Regions from separate parts of the Pungitius pungitius genome. Here region 2 is linked to region 1. Evidence: chromatin contacts called from public Hi-C data. All regions are on one chromosome and are shown on one strand. The core of a region is the stretch at or near the end of the contact, and the rest is flanking DNA. Distances in the headings are between cores, read along the strand shown. Region 1 holds the start of si:dkey-12j5.1. Region 2 holds the start of glipr2l (GLI pathogenesis-related 2, like).

Region 1 (7,330 bases), core at 2,743-5,242:
TCCTTCCGTTCAACACATCCCTCCTCACCTGTACACCCTCTGACCCTCTCGGTAAATACCACGCTTAAATTATTGAGACTGAACTCTGGAGGGAATAAAGACCATGCATGGCCTTCCCACCTTCAGTGCTATTCACTAAAAAGGAGAAGCACTCAAACACATGCGCTCCCACACACACACACATCACAAATGCCAGGCCAACCTCCCACTACAAATCAAATAGACCAACAACAGCACAGTGTGGGAGCACAACATTTTACCTCGTATTCCTCCGTCTCGATGAGCAGCTTGGCCGTGGTGACGCGAGACTCGTACGGCGGGATGTCATCCTGGAGACAAAAGACAACACCGTCACCTCTACAGTGTCGACACAAACGTAGTTCCTCCTTCTTCTGATAATAACACGATCCAATTTAAGCTACGCAATATTTGCAGCCAAGTAGGAGCAGGCCGAGTTCAGATCAACCTGCTTCTGAACATAAGAGTTGTCTCAAATCATCACACTGACCCCTCTTATATCACATTTGAATGCAAACTCCCATCTATTACGTTTCATTTGGAACCCATTCTTCGACATTATAACCATTCCTTTCACTACTACAAATTTCCTGTAGAAATTCGCTAATTTAACCATTGTACACTTCTTGGTTTGACCTACTGCTTTTTAAATACACTTTAATGTATGTTATGTTAACTTCATGTGTCTTTGCACAATCACACACACACACACACGTTGCAATTGTTGTTCCATCCTTCTACTTTTTGTTATCCCCCATTTTGTTATCTTTTATCCCTACTGCGTACTTGTGTTTGTGCGCGCCGCAAAGCATGCCATGAAAAGTGCTTTATAAATAAACTGGGATCTGATGAGTATTTGCTGCTATCAGAGAAATACTGCACAGCTCCAACTTACCTGCATGTCTTCCTCTGTGCTGAAAGAAGCTGCACTTTGTTTCTGAGCAGGCAGCCACAATCCAACACTCTTCAACAGGTATTCTTTGCCTTCCTGAACACAGCAACATGCATATACAATGCAACTACAATTAAACCTGCATATATTCATAGAGATAAATACACTTGAGTCAAAGAAAAAGATGAAATAATGTGAATCCACATCACTTTTACATGGATGAATGATCCATAGATGTCAATGGTCCTTTGATTAATCAGAGGTTAGGTTGATATTTCTATCAGAGTTATTACCGGAGTATGGCTAAAGACTGTGGATGTACTCGGGGTGATAAAAACTGACACTGGAGCCAGCCTGACCCCTACGGCTTACAGCCAGTACTGCCAATACGCTTCAGCCCTGCAGAACTTTTCCAAAAGATTTTGAAAAAAGTGCATTTTCATTAACTATGCACTGTCGTTTGAAAAAACGGTTTATTAAAATGTTAACTTTCTTTTTTAAATGGACATTTAAATTTCATGCAGAAACAAAATCTGTGACATACTTGAGAATGCTCCTCATAACTTTTTCAGGAAAAAGGTTTGCCTGCAGTATTACATTAGATATGTAAAGAAAATTAAATAATTTTGTTAAAGAAATAAGAAAAAATATAATATATAGTACATATTTATAAGACATATTTTCAAACATACTGTCATACCGCGATGTTCTTTTCCAAATTGAGTCAAATTGGCTGCTGCTCTCTCATTTATCAGATGACAATGTGACCTCAATGATCTGCCTATGACCTGCATGTGTGTGTGTGTCTGTGTGTGATAATGCCAGTGTCCATCTGCTGATTAATGGCATACAATATAATTTGCTTAGAATAATTAACTCAGCAGAATCCCACTTTAATGTGGCAATAGCTCATCCCCTGTGTGTGCGTGTGTGTAGGTGTGTGTGTGTGTGTGGGGACTGACCTGGTTTCGCTCTGTACTGAACAGGTAACTTGCCATGAGCTGTAAAGCCTCAGGGTTGTCATGGTGATGCTGTAATGCACGCTCAATAAACTCCTTGCACTTGTCTGCAGCTCCCTCTTCCATGCTACACACACACACACACACACACGAGTCAGAGAGAAAGAAGACTCATTTAAAGAGAAAGGAATCTCTCTCACTCATTAAAAACGGAACAACATGAAATTGGGTTACAAGTGTCAAGAGTGTTACTCTGTGTGTTGCCGTACCAGAGGTCTGTTAGGTAAATCTCAGCCATAGAGCAGTAGGCTATACACACATCCTTCGCTGTGGGGAGCTCAGTGGTCTCTTCGTGGGGGGCAGCAGCTCCGGCTTGAGCCTGATGAAAGACCACAGCGCAGAAGACTTAAACATGGCTAGTTCTATTGAGTTTAACAAAAAAAACACAATTAAGTTGTCTAATAGAGAAACACATTGTAAACACATACTTGTATTCTAAGACAAACATTTTGATATGTCTTTAAAAAAATGGATAATGCAATTTTTTTTATAAGAATGGTGGCTGAATTCCATTCCAACGTTTTCAGGGTCCATCCTGAGACTTGAATAGAATGGAAACATGTTGGATGTTATTAGTGACACTTTGATTTTCCTACTATGCCAATTCAAAATGAATGCCGGAAAGAAGGCCTATGAAGATTTGAACTACACCGAACACCTAAAACTCTCAGAAAGCTATTTAAAGTTACACCGTTACACAAAACAATGTTGAACAGTGTGAATTGAACTGGAAACAAAACACGACATTGTGTTACAATCTTTGTACACTTATGTACATTATATATATATATATATATATATACATACACACACACTATATTATAATTAATTATAAGTAATTCTGCACTTAATTTATAGATGTTCATAGATGTTATAAATGTTTGTTATGAAACGGGGAAATGCATGCATGCAAAAGATAAATAGATAATAAATATTCTATATACTGTTAAACAGCCCCCTCTTGTGAAGATAAATACCATTACACTAGCATTAAGCTTTCGGTGCAATAGCATTTCTAAGTAGTTGATGTTAAGTAAATACAACTAAGTAATAGAGGACATGTGAGTATGTATGGGGTGCACTCACTGGGGTCTGTGCTTTTTTCTCCAATGTAGACAGCAGGACTTGTATTCCTTTGGTGTAGTAGTCCACTGCCTGCTGGCCTGTGTGGCTTTGCCCAAGGTACATGTACTTACTGTGGCCAACATCTGGGCTCAGCTCCACGGCACGCAGAAAAGCTTAAAGACAATTGGTCAAGGGGACTCACTTCGCTCAAACACTGTATATTAGTGTATCAATTAAATGAACACAACAGGAAATAATAAACCTGCATAAAGGATATTCCTTTGGCTTTCTGTGTGTCTCCCAGTTCAGAGCAGATGTGTCCCTGCATGTCTAGTGCTTGCAGGTTGGTTGACTCCACATCCAGGGCTCGTTGACAGAAAAGGCCAGCCATCTCAAAGTCAAAACTGTCCATGTATTCCTCCGTCTGTACAGCAGAGGACCACGTGAAATAACAAACATCTAATAGATTTTTAAATGCGTGTATTTTATGTGGATGTCTTGTCAATGTCACCTTTTCGAGTAGTTGTTGCACTGAGTACTTCTCAGCTGTCTTCTTCTTGGCTTTTTCATGTACCCTTAGTTTCATCCTTTCTTGGGGTGACAATCCAACAAATCCTGCGTCTGCTGTGAACCAATGAACACAAAAGTGGAGGCATGGGTTGTTTTGTCTCATTCAGTTTCGTTAGGAGTTTAGATTAAGCATAACAGATTGATTTACTTCTAGCATTACTGCTAACTGACGCGTTACTTAACGTTAACATACTAGCAATATGGTGTACCAATGAAGAAAATTACTGTTTGGGCGGTTGTCTTTCTTCTTCGGCTTGTTTTTCTTTTTTCCCTTTGCTTGTCCTCCCATGGTGGTGAAAACACAATTTGTATCTTTACAATGGTGTGTTTTTGGAACAGACTTTTTCCGAAGTGTGATTGTTACACACGCGTATTACTCTGCTGGAGGAAGGAAGTGCGCATGCTCCAAACGGGCCCTGCGTGACTGCTACGGCGAGAGGTAGTGGACACTACGAGCGGTTTGAAAAGGTCTGGCATTTTCTTGGACATAACATTTCAACTTATTATTTAATACGGAGGTAGGACTAGCTATCGACATTAAATGAAACTTCCACAAAGGGGCTTATAACTTAAGGCGGCCTTTAAATTAACTGAAACGGCTCCCTGTTTGTGGGCGGCAGCATAATATGATTGACAATCCTGTGGACCAATGAGGATGCTCCTTGAAGCTGAACCCCTTGACGCATCTAGAACTTTCTGTATTTCAGCCAATGGGCAGGCACGTCGAAATCTACGCACATTTTTTTAACAATGCTGTTGTAAATAAACGAATGACAGAGGCACTGCTGATAGTAAAATTGCTCCCATAATATATCGTCGATACGGATAGACGTTACTCGAATGTGTATCAAGGTAAATAAGCTTTAACGTCATCTATCTGATGGCAAATCGTATAGAGTCATACAGCAGCTATCAGCATAGCTATAGCGTGATAAGTAACGTTAACTGAATGACAAAGCAATGTTAGATTAGCTGCTAGTAGTAATGCTAATGCTAACTGCTCACATTATCAAGTCAATTTAGCTCTGTGCAAAAATCCGTAATGCCGTTATTTCACTGTAGTTAAACGAGGTTACGACGTCGCCGTGGAAAATAAACTTTACCGTTATTCTGCTCTCGGTAACCTCCCATTGGACGTTAACACAGCTGTCGGTTTTTGATAATAAGCGCGAGCTAGCGTTAAAGGTACACCTATAACATATAATGTTTAGACTTGACTTATCGTGTACAATGTCGCCCTATGCAATAAAGTTCTCTTTGTCTAAACTGGTGTAAGCCCTCCCGAAAGTGACATTGGAATGTGCTTTTGTCCTGTTTCGCAGCCTTGCGTCGCTACGTTGATGTCATTCCCACCTGCCAGTTTGCTGCCAGCCACTAAAGTCCGACTGTGTCGACCAGCACAGGCAGCTGGTGGCCGATGCCACGGGCTCGACCTACCGAGAGAAGGGGACTATCAACCTCAGAAAAAGCTACCAAGTTGGCCTTAACAGACTTTGCTTCTTCCCCTATTGCTTTTGGACTGAATAGGGAGAGCCTGTGGACTCACCAACTGTAAAGATTGTCATGTCCGATTTAAGTAAGGAGGTGGTGGATTTGGTTTGGGGGAGACCTTCAAGTGGAGGAGTGTCTGCCTCCATCTTCCGTAGATGGGCCCAAGGTATGAGGCTTTGTTTCTGAAAAATATTATGAATTTTATATATATATATATATATAATAAAATATGAAGTTTTGTTGCAAAACTGGATATACACTCCAAACCAGGGTTGATCACCCACGTAAAGTTAAGAGCAAAGTGTACCCATATTTGGATTCTAAGGTAGGTATCCTTCCGATAGGTCTTCCTCTCCAATTGAAGGTCAGATAAGTAGAAAAATCCTCTTCTAGTCGTTGTGGCTTTGTATGAATATTGCCCGGATCATTCCTTTGCCAGAGTTTATCCAGTGGTCTTCAATCCAAGCATGCATGCACCTGTGGCTTTTTAATGTTTGCACGGTATAGTGTCTAAAAGCACGACCCTTATTTGTTATTTATTGTAAAGGTTTTTTAAGGTTGTCTCAACTGTGTCTTTATTACAGGATTTGTTTTTTGTGAGAATGAACATACAGCACTGGAGCAGTTTGAAGGCGGGCCGTGCGCGGTCCTTGCACCGGTACAGGTATGGTCTAACAACTTTTCAGTATCATCAGGGTCTAATATCAATTTCCCATTGAATATTTTCCATGTTGTTTGTTTACAGGCTTTCATCCTAAAGAACATTCTCTTCAACAGAGACAGTTCCAACTGGAAACAGATGACAGGTAGATTGTGCACAGGGTGTGCTCTTGTTTGATACAGTTGTATGGTTTGTTATGTTATGCATCTTTTTTGTCTATCTGTTAGAGGAGGAGCAAAAAAACGCACTGTGTTCCACGCTGAGTGAAATCCTGGAGTTGGCCTGCTCCAGCCCTTCCACAGGGCTCTGCCTGGTGACCTGGGCCAAGGGACAAGGCCCACAAACTAGCACACACAATAACACACAGACACAGTCTCAACCGCAGGACATACAAGTGCCAGAGAGCAGCCAGCCCCCACCAGAACAGCAACCCAGTGAGTCCAGCAAGATGTTGACGGTGTACAAATATGTTCTTGCTGAACCATTTGTCAGTTTGTAGTTGTATTTCGTGCCGTGCTCTTATGTTACCGTGTATGTGTGTTTTTAATGTGTCTAGCTGCCTTGGCTGCTGAAGACCTTGGTTTTGAGCAATTCCACAGTGCCCTCCAGTAAGTTACTGCAGATAACACCTTGTACTATATATTTATACTTTTATCTGTCTCCATCCAAGTTGGTAATCTTGCCATGAGGTAATACTTATGGTTTCTTTGGGGGATGAACACCCCACAAATCCTTGTTTTACCATTTCCGTTATGCAGTAGTGGGACAGATGACTTCATATTTCTCTGATTAGTGTCAGCCAAGGGAATGGGATGTATTTTGATTTAATCTAGTCTCCCAGAACTGGCTTTCACATTAAATTGGTTATTTCACTCTCACAATTTAGTGACTCTGCACCTTCAGTGATTGTATATATTTTTTAACTATAAATTAAATCTTCTCCCAACCCTTATAGCACCCTGTTATCAGTCACATACACACAGGTTAAGTGTATTTAAGGCTGCTTTGGCCAGAATAAATACTGATATTTCATCACACAGCATATTAGCAGCCAAGACCAGTGTCAGCAAAAAGTGATGCTGACACAGTAATGTGCAAGACTGACAACTCCACTTGCAAGCTTTCCAGGCTGGCGCAAAAGGGAGGAGTTGCTCCAAATAGACATTCAATATTTCTTTGTCCTCTGATGCATTTAATCGATTTCTTCCCAATTGTTAAAGTTATTTTTTACCAAGAGGACATGACAAATACAATTTAATACATCAGTGTCATTGACCCAACTGATCTTTCATATTTTGGGTGTTCCATCTATTAACCTGACATTTGTTCCCATCCTGCAGCAAGCGGAGTGTAATGTCAGTGTCAAGTCTCAGAGAGGAGGTGTTGTCGCTCTACCACACCTGGAGGGGGTGCTGTGGAGTCCTGCTATTCCTCTATTCAGTTATCCTCACCAAGGTAAAGAAAAAGCTATATAGAGAGATGAATATAGATACTGAATAGTAGAATATTTCTGGAAATACTGATATTGGTTATCACTGATAGCGTGTTTATTCAGTAATTTGATTGAAAACCAAATAAGACGTTTTTGGAGAAATTGCTGTGGGCAATATGATT
Region 2 (7,330 bases), core at 1,562-4,061, 130 kb before region 1:
GAGAAATGATGCAATCAATGCAATGCAGAAAAAACACGAGAAACTAATGAGAGCGATTGAGTGGTTAAAACTAAAGATTTTAGTTCTATCTATGGGGATACTCACTATGGGTGTTTTTTAATTATATCGCTGAGCTGAAAAGGTGATTTTGGAAGAAATAAAAATGGATATTCACGTTTCTTTTTTCTAAAAAAACGTACATCCTCTCATGTCTAAATCTCACCAGTGGCAGAGGAGAATCCAGGGCGGTTGAAGTTGTACTGTTTCACTTCGTCATACCAGCGGTCTGCAACATCCTTTCCTGCATGTGCACAGAACCAAGTGTAGCCTCAACTTCAAGAACATTCAAATCACTTTTGGGTTGTAAATGTCACGAAATAGGAACCGTTGAGCTACAAATCTTATCAGGACACATTTCCACGGCTTACAATGCTGAACTTTCTGTCACCCATTGCTGCACTTTAGTCCTTTGCTGACATATTTCCGGAGTGAGTCATGGTGTATGTGCTCTCAAACGCAGTGTGAAGTGAAGGGGAAATAGATCCCAGCTGTCCACTTTCCAGGGCAGGGACACTCTGCTTGAAGCCACAGAAACTTGTGTGCATGTATGGAGAGATGTGGATCTCAGGAGGATATGTACGCAAAATCGTTAAGTAATATGAATAGAATACACAGAACCAATCAACAGTTTGGACACACTTTCTCATTGTGTCCAAACTTTTGACTGTTTATATGTAGATACCTGATTGGTCATAGGAGGCCCACGCAAGGTTTTCTCCACAGCTCCCTCTACTGGACTCCACACTGTGTTTCAATATCCGGGTACTGGCCAGACTTTCAGCATAACTGTGAACACAAGTTAAGGTTAAGAAAAGTTAAGAAAACCTCCGCAGATTTTTTTTGAATCCTGGAACAAATTGCACGCATGTAATTGTGAGATTGCCACTGCAGGTGTTGTATACTTGAGATTTAGACTTTTGTGGTCTTTCCACACCACAAACAGTGAATGAAATGTAAAATCCTCACCTCACATGTTTTATTTAGTGTATACAGAAGGCTCACAAACCATTTCCTTTAAACACCCTCTTTTGGTAGTAGGGTTGATATTATTACTGTCCAGTGTAATATTTCCATCAATATCCATCTGTATATTTTGTATTAAAGCAGCAGTGGCGCAGTGACATTATTTACTCCTATTTCCAATCTACAGCAGGGACGTGGTTCAAAGCCAAGGCCCGTTGGGAGGTTACTCATGTCTCTATTTAAAAGACTGTATTGACTAACTATGCAAGTCCCATGAGAATCTTTAACTTCAGGACACACATGAAGATTAATATCCAAGTCAGCGGTTATTCCTGACTGCATTGATCAATTACCATTAACTCAAAACATCATATTTTCAATATAGCTTGAAAACCAACCAGGGTCCTGTTCTTTAATTCTTTAATTCTCAGGCTGGATTTGCCATGGTTATCCACAGCAGCGTGACAATGACTGGTTAATGTCTATCCTAACAAGCTTTTCTTATTTAATTTGTGTGTGAATCAACCCACCGGGTAGCTTCTCTGCTTAACTTGCTGCTCAGCTTCATTGGAGGAGCCTGGTGTTTCCTCCTGAACTCATTATGGCATTGCAGCACCTCCTCGGAAAACTGCTTCGAGGCTGACCAACAGGGAGGAGAGAGGCCGTGAGGGTTAGGCAGCAAGAAAGAGCAACACGACATAGGAGACAAGGCTGTATATAAAAACAGACTCAAACTCAACTGTGAGTTCAACACCTGAGCTCCAGGACAGATGATGAATCCGAAAACGTCATCCACATCACCCCACGCTGCCTGGTGCCAATCACTCACTGGCCTTTTCAGTCAGACAATCACTCGAGTGCTCAAAACAATAGGCCCATTGAAATAGACACACACACACACACACACACACACACACACGCACGTGCGTGCACGCACACACACTGCAAATACTACTGCTGCCTAGCAGCCGGCCTCCACTCAGCATGCTGAGCAAGACGGATGTAAACTAAGGATCACTAAAAGCCTTTTTCACATCTTAGGGCAAGTACCATCAAGATGAAAAAGTTAGTCATTTCTTTTGCGGTGCAGTATTTGGTCTCTCCTACTTTTCAAAGACGGCAGCTCACAAACGCAGGCAGTAAACAAGCAAGCCCACACACACGCACACGCACACACACACACACACACACACACACACACACACACACACACACACACACACACACACACACACACACGGTGGAGAAGGGGGAGGGGGGGGGTAACATTCTTACTCAGGCCAAACTGATACAATCCCAGTTAATATCCTCAGGGTGCAGTTTTCACTTACCTGATTTTCCCATGGTGCTGACGCAGGAAGCCTTCAGTAAGATAACTAACAGGCTTAACCCTGAACGAAAGACTTGCCTTCGGCTGCTGCTCTCCTCCCCACTGCCTCTTTCTCCTGTGCTTGCTCTTCGCTCTTCCTATTTTGACGTCTATTCTAATGCAGATACTTTGAAACAGCTGCCAATACCTTTACTTCAGGGCCTTCCGTGGATGGCGGTCTCATTCCACTTACAGACGTTGTGTTAAAGTTCCTCATCAGCTATTTTTCTGGGTGTGGAAAGTCATTACTTAAGATGCTTCCTCCTAGAGATTGGTTTCACTTCACGGAGCGTAACCTGCCTGTCTCTCTCGAACTCACAGACACACAAACACTTCTATCTGCATGCTCTGTGCTTATGGCTCAGAGCAACACACACCCACCTCATGTCTTCACATTATACCCACGAATGAAAGGAGAGGCCCAGTAGACATTGATGACATCATCACTGTGAGACACATGCCCATATATGGCTCTGACGTAGTAGAGAATGTAACTTTCCAGCAAAAGGGGCTTTCTTCAAACCAAGCTGTCATGCTGAAGATTTGAGCCGTGCATTAACTAATGATGATATCAAGGTGACCCAGTCTTAAAAGAACACTTTCCACCACCTTCCTTCTGTTTCAATGAGTCAATAAGTTATCCCTAACACACCCAATGGTAAAAGAAGTAACCTCCACCATAGATGAAAAAGCAATGCTTAAACAATTTGCCTTCTGTAGTTGACGCGGGAGGAGAGGGAATCCCCATTCATCATGTTGCAGAATAGGTTCTATGATCGGATCCCTCTGTGCCTTAAGGGTTTTTCTGAATTGAGATATCTTTAATTTAATGAATGAAAAAGAAGTCGCCTGGTCTAACAACATCAAGGATGGTGTGCAAACAAGTGGCGGTGGCGCATGGAGTAGTGTGGTCTGCTGGGGACTGCGAGGTTGGTGGTTTGAATCCTGGCTGCTCCATGTGACATGTTGAAGTGTCGCTGAGCAAGATGCCCAACCCCGAATTGCTCCGGCAAAATGTTAAATCCATGGATTGCAATGCAGTGTAAGACACTTTGAATAAAGGTGTCAGTTAAATGGCATGTAATGTTTTACTGTACACATCATATTACCCAGCTTTTGAAAAGATTTGACTGAAATTTCACCTTCTAAAATCAATAGTGCAACATTGTGTCGGAACCAAAATTATTCTCAGTGGTTCTTAGAAATGTGGCGCTTGATTGTTAATCTCCCAGGTGTAAATGTGAGTCTATCAAGACTTTGTCAGGCTTGATTAAATAAAGGTCAATTCATCACACAAACCAGCACGGTTAATACATTTGCATAGACAGCAGTGATCACCGGAGGATGAATACTTACTTTAATGATCCCTCGACTTTTCCTCTATGCCATCATTTGTTCAAAATCTCTATACTTTACGGTTTACGATAATATACCAGTCCCATTCCTAACATCCTTATCTTTACTGTAATGGCCCTGAAAGTCATGAAATCTCTATGCATGTGTTTTTGTGTGTGAGCTGCAGATAAATATTACCTCACATTGTGGTAATCCAACATAAAAGGTGGAACATAGATTCTTGCCTAATCAATATTGTCAAATGTGGGTGAGACATCTTTCCTTAAAGGCCAGTCATTAAGTTGTGATCCACTTTATTTCAACAAAGTAAACAATAGTTTAATTAGTTTTTTTCTTTTTTTAAGCAGGACTACTGTTTTGCATTGTAAGATGTTTCACTTTGTCCGTGATCTTTTTAAATGTATTTATTGAAAAAGCCACTAGGTGGTACTGTTAGCAAAGACACAGAACAAGGATGTACTTGCACTATTAGTCCCATAAATGCAAGTAATGACATCTTAGTTTCATAATATGAGCAGACATGATGGGATTCATGTGAAAAGTCAATCCACTTGATTTCTCATTAGCTGGATAGTGCTATCTTAACAAATTGATTTCCTCCTTGGTTCCTCCTACCATCTGCATAGTGATGGGACAGGACAGCTGGAAGAAGACATTTACGCCACTGAGACTTCACAACCATACATCTTAATTCATGCTAATTGAGATAGCTGTGGAGTGTCGCGTGTATTTGCGCTGTGAATGTGTCTATTTGAGTGTGCGCACATGCACATGCAGTAGAAGGGATAGTGATGTGATTTATAGGGAGAACCCCTTTTAGAGGGACAGCGCAGACATCGATCCATGCAGATATTACATAATTTATCTCTGAACATTGGCTATATCTGCCGTACTTATTGCTTGGCTACCCTCCCTGTAAGCATCGTTCCTCAGGTTCTCCTCCCCTCTCCATCAATTCACTTGTCTCTCAACTCCTCCCTACCTTTCCTCCAATCTGAAATTTTCATTTCTTGCTTTACCTGAAGCCCCGAATGAAAATCTTCCAGCACATGCCTTATACAGACAAAGGAGCACCCCATTTTGTCTGGACCAGAAATCATTTTCCACTCCTGTCATGACTGAACTGAATGTTGATTTATAACAACAGAAATGTGAAATAACTCCAACTGGGGCTGTAAGTGCACTTTGTTGCATATAATTCCTCTTTAGCGGTCCCAGGAGGAAGGTGAGGACTTTTTAATAACTCCTTCCATTCACCCTCATCCTCATTAAGAGGTTCTAGTTTAGTGAAAATGGAAAGATCTACTAAGGGGGTGTTGAGTGGATTGATCTCAACCGAGAGGAAGATAAGTGCGAGGCCTGCACTTTTTCGAAGGCGCTGTTGGAAGCTCTCTCTCCAGAGATCTGCTACAGAATTTCACAAATCAAGAAGCCTTTTATGGTGTCATTAGTGTAACTGTTCCACCGAGGACAAATGATTCTGCGGGTTAAGAGGAGTTAATCACCTGCCAATCAAACCTTGTCAAGACTCCTCTATGGATGAGGCTCTATACAAATCTCATCATATTTGCAGAGCCTTCAATTAAGCAGATACAGGGGAAGGAGTCACATGCAGAGAGGAACAGGGTGAGCTTAGGGCAACAGGAAGAAACACAGAGATAGATGGAGAAAGAGACAGTAAACAGAGCCGGACGACTCCTGTCTGACACTGAGCAGCAGAAATGTAAGGTCTTAAAAGGCCAACGCAGTCAATAAAGTTTGTAATGTGCTTAAAGCAATTACTGTGTCCAGAGAGGAGCAGAGTGCATGCAGGGTATTAACCTCAATAACCCGCTCTATCTGGTCCGTAATTAAATTATGCTCACATCCGTATTCTAATACAGACTCAGTCACACTCATGCAGCCATGCATTGATGCATGTTCACATAAAGTATGTAAACTGAAAAACAAAAGTGAGGGATTGATGATGATGCGGAACGACTGCACGACCGGTACAAATATTGTTTGACCGTGATAGTGATTGACATGTTATGTTTTAGCAGCTGTTTGTGTCTTTACATACTGTAGCTTTCCATCCATCAGTTTTTAAATATATATATGTTTAATCATCTAACCGTTTTTAAGTTGTCTCATTATTTCATTTTAGGATTCCATAGCTTCCTTTAAATTGTTATAAAATGAATGAATTGTGGGTATAATGTCTTAAAGAGAGCTATGGAAAAGACAGCAATTTGGTTAACAAAATCAACACAGATTGGTCTATTTACATTTTGAGTATAAAATAAACAATGAAGGCATCTTTATTTAGGTTCAGTGTTTGCTTAGAAATAACATAACATCATCATATAACATATTAACATATATTAATCACAGTTTTTTATCACATTCAAATTTAAGGATACTTCTAGGAAAATGGAAGCACTGTAGGCTTAGTAATCCAAACTGACATTTTGATCTCTGCTTCTCTAGCCCTACTTCCTTTTTTTTCACTTCGTTTCATGTATATTAGTCAAATTTAAATAGCTATGTCAAAGTAGTGTAACTAATAAGCTCTTTAAGTATATTGCGGTAGTTCTCTTACAAAACATTTGCCAGTGAGAGCAAGGCCAGAGAGTATTCTCGACATTAAGGATGGTAATTATTTTGTCTGAAAATAACTAACTGCCCTTAAGCATTATTCCATGAGCCTCCGAAGGAGCTTTTCCCAGCATCTGGGACTCCTACGTTAGAAAGGGGAAGCAAACATGTATTTCTGGATGGTGCCCTTTTGGCACATTTTTCCTGTACTGTTTGTGTTATAAAGTCATATTTTCTGACCTCCCTTTAGGAATTGTAAGCTTTGGGTGAACGTAAAACAAATTGGTCAGAAAATAATTGTGATCATGCATGTGCTTATGAATATGTGGTTGTGTGTGTGTGTGTGTGTGTGTGTGTGTGGGGGGGGGGGGGGGTTGTTGCTTTCCACACTGGAGAGGACTCTGCTGTGCTGTCAATTCTAGGACTTTTAGATGTGACTCGGAGAACGGATTAAGTTTAAAAGAATGGGTCGCTTTATTTCAAGCTTAACAAGAGCAATGAATCCCGGCAGTTAAACGTGCACGGTCCTAAGAATGAATGTCCAACCTAGGGTAAGAATATTCAGAAAAAGGCGCTTAGACAGAGTGCGCAGGGCTTTTTCATGGTTAGCTCGTATGGAGCCCCATTGGTTGAAGCAAAAGCTGCAGGCGGAGCGTTTTCTAGCTGTACGCGGCCTGGTTGGAGCACTGAGTATTCTCCACCCACACTGGCTCGTCCCTCCGACGGCGATACTGTTGAGCAACTGGTTATTGAGAGTTTTTCTGTTCATTTATTGAGAGTTATTCTGTTCAGTTGGGCGTGTGTGTGTGTGACCTTGAGATTCCTCATCCCTGTGTGTACTGATATCTACATGTCACGCGTGAATGCACTTGCCTCCGTGACCCCACTAACCCTCCCAGTAGTTTCCCACTTCTCTGGATCTCGGAGTGTATGTGTCAGCCCTGTGAGGCGGGGGACTTAAAAACTAATAAAAAATAAGATAAATTTATAAAAAAGGTACCAGCA

The links. A called contact is a pair of places that touch in the nucleus more often than the background predicts.
Region 2: a Hi-C map of muscle shows a contact between it and region 1, with 7 times the contacts expected there. The contact joins the promoter of glipr2l here to the promoter of si:dkey-12j5.1 in region 1. A contact is called at or near these places in 2 of 2 Hi-C or Micro-C datasets (both in muscle).

What each region holds. Positions count from the first base shown.
Region 1 is chr11:12,133,237-12,140,566 of fPunPun2.1, reverse strand. It overlaps si:dkey-12j5.1, which reads right to left and starts at 3,992. Exons shown (of 11, transcript XM_062565404.1): 1 at 3,790-3,992; 2 at 3,506-3,618; 3 at 3,273-3,418; 4 at 3,016-3,169; 5 at 2,139-2,248; 6 at 1,873-1,996; 7 at 914-1,006; 8 at 261-329. The coding sequence starts at 3,853. mindy3 (MINDY lysine 48 deubiquitinase 3) reads left to right here and starts at 4,285. Exons shown (of 17, transcript XM_037453928.2): 1 at 4,285-4,416; 2 at 4,887-5,221; 3 at 5,400-5,419; 4 at 5,640-5,719; 5 at 5,801-5,861; 6 at 5,944-6,150; 7 at 6,273-6,324; 8 at 7,057-7,171. The coding sequence starts at 5,211.
Region 2 is chr11:12,261,439-12,268,768 of fPunPun2.1, reverse strand. glipr2l (GLI pathogenesis-related 2, like) reads right to left here and starts at 2,811. Exons shown (of 5, transcript XM_037453164.2): 1 at 2,355-2,811; 2 at 1,554-1,662; 3 at 743-846; 4 at 224-301. The coding sequence starts at 2,367.